Linked DNA regions of Mus musculus: region 1 is linked to region 2. A link is a contact called in public Hi-C data. All regions are on one chromosome and are shown on one strand. Each heading gives the region's core, a stretch centred on a gene start, on an enhancer-like site or on the middle of the called end of the contact. The rest is flanking DNA. Distances are from core to core; before and after follow the strand shown. Region 1 holds the start of Fbxo3 (F-box protein 3). Region 2 overlaps 4931422A03Rik (RIKEN cDNA 4931422A03 gene).

Region 1 (2,700 bases), core at 44-2,543, 35 kb after region 2:
GTCTTGATGTTAGAAATAAATTTGAGGGCTGGAGAGATGGCTCAGCGGTTAAAAGCACTGACTGCTCTTCCAGAGTTCAAATCCCAGCAACCACATGGTGGCTCACAACCATCTGTAATGAGATTGGATGCCTTCTTCTGATGTGTCTGAAGACAGCTACAGTGTACTTACATATAATAAACAAATCTTTAAAAAGAAGGAAAGAAGAAAGAAAGAAAGAAAGAAAGAAAGAAAGAAAGGAAGAAAGGAAGGAAGAAAGAAAGAAAGTTTGAGGTTGAAAATTGTTGGGAGCTGACTCTTAGCAGAAACTACTACCATCTCTGCAGCCATCGCGGGCTATTTACTTACAGGTTGGTACTTTTCCACCCTGATGAGAGACTTGTTTTCCTAGCATGATGTTTTTGCAAGCAGCCCACCACAGCTGAACACACTATAATAATATCCTGTTTTTCTCAGACACATCCTGGACTCCCCAGCTTGTGCTTATATACCCTGTCTTGTTTCCATTCTTCGAATCTCTTGCCCCTCCATCCCCACTCTCTCCCTTGCAGACAGACCTGCAGGCCGGTTCAGAAAAGAAAGAGACCACCACTCCAACTATTGTGTCTAGACAAGACAAATTTATGTTTATCAAGAGGGTGTGCTCAGAAGGTTAAAAAGAATCAAATTCCTTGTCCTAAACACAAGTTTTATAGCACTTGGTGGAAAATACTCACATTTGATTATTTCTTACACTTAAGTAGTTGGAAGAAACTTTCTCTGGGACCAGTAGGTTTAGAAGCCTGGTGGTAAGGGCTTGGGCAATTAACATTTGTTGGACAAGGAATTTATCCAGAGGTCATTTTCGGTTTTTTTGAAGGACAGTTTTTTGCCTTGTGGGCCATGGAAGAATTATAACCTCCCTATCATTTCAAAGTTGGAATGCCTTCCCCTGTGTCTCTTTCCCCATCATTCCTTCCTTGCTAAGTGGACAGGGCTCAGAGCAGCAATTCCGAGTGCAGGTGGGGGTGAGTGGCAATGGGAGTCCGAGGCTGGCAACAGAGACCATGGATTGGAAATGAAGCAATGGGTTTGGGACCCAAAGGCCAGGTAGGGTTAGTGTAAGATTTAGGGAGAGGCTTTGAGGATACGAGATATAAAATGCGTGGAAGAAGAGACCAAAGACTCAGAAACAGACTGGCAGGGACAGCAGCGCCCCCGCAGGGCTGACCGCGGGGTGGGCGGGGCATCCCGGGGGCGGGGCTGGGGCCGGGTGACAGTTACATAACTAACCTGTGCTAGCGGCCGCCGAGCGGTTCGGGCGGCGGGGGCGGGGGCGGGGCCGGGGTGGTGCCAAGGCTGCAGCGGGCCGGGCAAGATGGCTGCCGTAGAGGCCGAGACGGGGCTGCTGACCCTGGAGTCGCTGCCCACCGACCCTCTGCTGCTCATCTTATCCTTCGTGGACTACAGGGACCTAATCAAGTAATGGGGCGGTGCTCTCGGCAGGGGTGGGAACGTGGAAGGAGGCAGGGAAGGAGGCCCGGGGTCGCTGGCTGGACGTGGGCTCCCTCCGCAGCAGGGTGACTGCAAGGCGGCCGTTATCCCGCATAGCGCCCCGGGGGGCTGAAGGAGACTCGGGGGAGCGGTCTGGGCATCCAGGTCTTACCCCTGCCCAGGCCTAGGTCCCCGGGAACTTAGCGCCCTCTCCCTCAAGCCTCGGCTAGGCCGGGTTGCGGAAGAGAGAGGTGGCTCCCTGGTCCTGCACCCCGCGGACCCTCGCTGGCCCTTTGGGGCCTGGTCTAGCGCTGTGGAAAGGCCACTGTCTCGGCCCACGCGCATCCCTGTCGCGCCTGGGGTCCCTGATGACCAGAGCCCTCGTGGGCAGGTAGAACGCGCGCGAGAAGGCCTGCGACCTTCTGACTCTGATGCCATCGTGATCGCGGGCAGCATACACTTTGTCTTGTGTCGGCGACTTTTTTGGCTGTCAGTTTCCCTTTTTATGGTGGGTGGTTGGATTTTGGGTTTTGTCACCGACTTCCGGTGAGGCCTTACAGGTGACTGCAGTTACCTTAGGGTTTCCCAGATGACCAGCATTTACTCCAAAAATAAACACCGGGCATGCGAGAATTCTTTCAGAAACCAGGACTGTTTTAGCGTGGAGGGACAAATGGTCCTGCCGTGTGCCCCTTTCTTGTCACCCTCACCCCCTGTGTCAGGATTGTTTACATTCTTGACCGCATAGCCTGGGTTTCTTGTGCTTCCGTATATATTTGTGGAGGCTGCAAAATGGCCCTCTCACATGGGGAAGACACACTTTTGGTTTTTGCTTCATTACTGGAATCTGGGCATCTATGTCCTCTGTTTTTAGGGGCCTTTAAGAGGTACAGATTTCTTGGAGTTACAGGTAGCTAAGTGGTGGCAGAGATATTTCCTGGGTTTTCTGTTATGGCCTCCACTCGTACCTGCTAAGACATTTGTCTTTCCAAAAAACACACTTCCCCCTACTCAGCCTGTACTAACACACAGAAAGTTTTTCTGTAGGAAAGGTTGGCCAGCTCAAATGTATTTCATCTGAAATAGTTTATTGCTATAACTTCTTATTTAGATAGCCTTCTTTCTTTGCTTGCTTGCTGCCAGAGTTACCTTCTAAAGACCAATCTGGCTGTCATTTTTCTTAAAAGCCCATGACATCCCTGTTTACAACACTGGACCCTGAACTTC
Region 2 (2,700 bases), core at 48-2,547:
CATTTGCTGTTCTTGCAGAGGACCTGGGTTCCAGTTCCCAACACCCAGATGATAGCTCACAACCATCAGGGACTCTAGGTCCAGGGGAGCCAATGCCCTCTTCTGGCCTCCAAGTGCACTACACACAAATGGCACACCTATATGTAGGCAAAACATCCATATACATAAAAATAAACACATCAAACCTGTATCTATACTGATCATGCACAGACCTTTTCCTGTAATTGGCTCTAGTAGAGTACAATAACTCTTCATATAGTTTCACATGAAGTAACCTAGAGATGATTTATACAGGAAACTGTAGAAGTTATATGCAAACACTATGCTATGTATGCCGTTTTACATAAAGTGCTTAAACATTCACAGATTTTGGAATGTGAGTGGAGCTGTAAAGCCAATCCCCAACAGATACCTATGCATTTACTTATTGTTATTGTTGTTACTATATACATGGTCACATCCTAAGAATTATCAGGTTAAAGAAAAGTCAAATGCTAAATTTACTCAGATCATTTTAAAGGACAGTGGTGTTTGGAGGAAAGAGAGTAGAGACACAGAGCTAAGTTGTTACCCCAAATAACGGGAGCGAAGAACTGGGGACCTGGAAGAGCGTTTCTGTTTCCAAATGGAGGGCAGGAGAGCCAGAAAAACAAAGTCAAGGTGGAACTAACACTCGGTACCTGTCCAAGGCTTTCCAGCTCTCAGCCCTGGGTACAAAGACTTAAAATAATAAAGCGCTTCAGAACGACTCAACACCCCAGGAGCTAGAGCACTCTGTCTGGGCAAATAATAAACTCAGAATCTGCTTATCAGCCCCACCAATGGAAATGACAGCCGGCAAGGCAAAAATGCCTCTCGATTCTCAGGATAACAGAACCGGCTCACAGGATCTTCGGTTATTACTGATGGAATCCTCCCAGCTATTACACCTCGGAAGAATATTAAGGCGTGCAGCCAGTGAAGACAGATCTAAAGGAGGGGGGTGTGAGGACTTCAGCCCCGTACAATACCGCCGATATTCAAATTGTGCTCTCCTGAGCTGTGTCTAATATCAGCATCATTTTTTAAAAAACAGACATATCAGTTGCAGTCAAGGTTTTTATTTTACTTGCCCCATTCTTCACTGCCTGGATGGGGAGGGGGGGGGAGGATAGGGGAAAAAAAGAATCACCGGCTACATTACTTTTTAATTTAATGCCCTTGAGTAAGGGCAATCGCAGTCAGGCATGATGGGGACCGCTGGAGAGTGGTTGCGAAGGTCCCCGTGTGTGAGTACGGGTTGCAGCAGCCATGTCCGCATCATTTTCTCCAGGTAAAGCTTGCTTCCCATTGTCATGGCATCTCTGCATCCTACTATTTGAATTCCAGACACATCGACAGCACACTGAAGGGCCCCTGCCAATTTTTGCAGCTTGCTTGGAAAAGAGCATCAGGAAGCCAGCATTAGTCATTTATACGACTCCCAGGTCCCTGTTGTAAATTCAGCTTGCGGGCCTGCCTCCAGGTGAGGCCCTGTGGCTTCGCTCTCTAATCTTGTAACCCTTTGTGGCCAGTTTCTTCCCATAAACGTGTGTTCCAAATCTTGGTTCAGGTTGTCTACCTATCTGAATCTTTTTCTTTTTTAGGCTAGAATCCCTCTGCCACGAAAATTCTAGACACAGACAGAATCCAACTCTTTGTCCTCAACCAGACAGGAGCGGTCTGCACAGCCGCTCCTCCTGTATTTTCATGCAGATGAAATCCGGTGAAATTTGACAATGGTCCTCCCACAGCAGGCAGCAGAGGGTAGCCCATCTCATTTAAATACGAGATTTTCAAGGTGCTTTCCTTTCCTCTAGTTCTCCCTCGTCTTTCTGCTTCTTGTTTCCTTCCCATCCTTTCTTCTTGTTAAAAAAAATTTTTTTTTTTAAATTTTTGTTCTGTCTTTGTGTTTTCTTTTGTTAGGGACAGAGGCACAGGTCTCACACTCACTAGCCAAGGCTGGCCTTGAACTCCTGATCTTCCTGTATCCAGGAGAAATTTTTGAAGAATTGTTTTTACGGGTTTAGGAAGATTTGCACAACATAAATGGGGGAAAATGCATATGCAAATTTTAACATATTATATTATACTTATGTATACACATGCACATATACATATTTAACTAGAAGAAAATGTAGCAGAGCGGTGATTATTCTGTTTCTTCTTTACCATCTTATTTAGTTTCTAAAACAAGCAGGTGTCAAGCATTCGTAAGAAAAAAATGCTATTTATAAAAATAAGTTTTATCAGGGATGTTTTTAGACAAAAAAAAAAAAAAAGATTGTTCTAAAAAGCTTTATTATCTGGTCAGCCCAGATTCTCATAAAACCAGAGGGAGGCTCCCGGATACCCACTGGCCCCTGGGCAGCAGAGCTGTCCCCAGAGGCAGCCTCTGGAAGCCTGGGGTTCTAGGTTAGAGAGTTTGGTCCTGCAGAAGCGGAAAAGCCTCACTCACCCATCCGGATTCTCTGTTATGGATCCAGCTGTCCAGAGAGCACACACAGGCATGGAAAAGAAAGACAAAGAAAAAAGGAAGAATTAATTCCTTAACTGGCCAAGTGAGAAGGAGAGAAACGTGATCCCGAACTGTTACAGACCCCGGGTGAGCTTCCTGCCCAGTCATCCCAGGCCCCAAAGACCGGTTCCTTTCCCCACAGGTCTTAGTGGCCGCTCTTCCTG

The links. A called contact is a pair of places that touch in the nucleus more often than the background predicts.
Region 1: a Hi-C map of embryonic stem cells shows a contact between it and region 2, with 1.7 times the contacts expected there. The contact joins the promoter of Fbxo3 here to the enhancer-like site in region 2. A contact is called at or near these places in 1 of 15 datasets of contacts at CTCF or cohesin (CD8 T cells), 13 of 484 Hi-C or Micro-C datasets (ECoMG myeloid progenitors, ECoMG-derived neutrophils, the G1E-ER4 cell line and 5 more), 3 of 115 datasets of contacts at active chromatin or transcription factors (embryonic stem cells, large pre-B cells and microglia) and 2 of 9 other capture datasets (adipose tissue and pancreatic islet).

The regions. Positions count from the first base shown.
Region 1 is chr2:104,026,506-104,029,205 of GRCm38.p6, forward strand. It overlaps Fbxo3 (F-box protein 3), which reads left to right and starts at 1,294. Exons shown (of 11, transcript NM_212433.1): 1 at 1,294-1,461. The coding sequence starts at 1,358. It overlaps 4931422A03Rik (RIKEN cDNA 4931422A03 gene), which reads right to left and starts at 1,856. Exons shown (of 5, transcript NM_175161.3): 1 at 1,273-1,856; 2 at 717-782. The coding sequence starts at 718.
Region 2 is chr2:103,991,409-103,994,108 of GRCm38.p6, forward strand. It overlaps 4931422A03Rik (RIKEN cDNA 4931422A03 gene), which reads right to left. Exons shown (of 5, transcript NM_175161.3): 4 at 2,477-2,504; 5 at 1,087-1,415. The coding sequence ends at 1,187. Among named protein-coding and RNA genes, the nearest start is that of Gm38515, 12 kb to the left of the region's middle. Within about 2 kb of position 1,298, at least 15 of the 459 cell types and tissues checked have an H3K27ac peak or open chromatin away from gene starts, as enhancers often do. A contact at or near this core is called in embryonic stem cells, where this site is marked.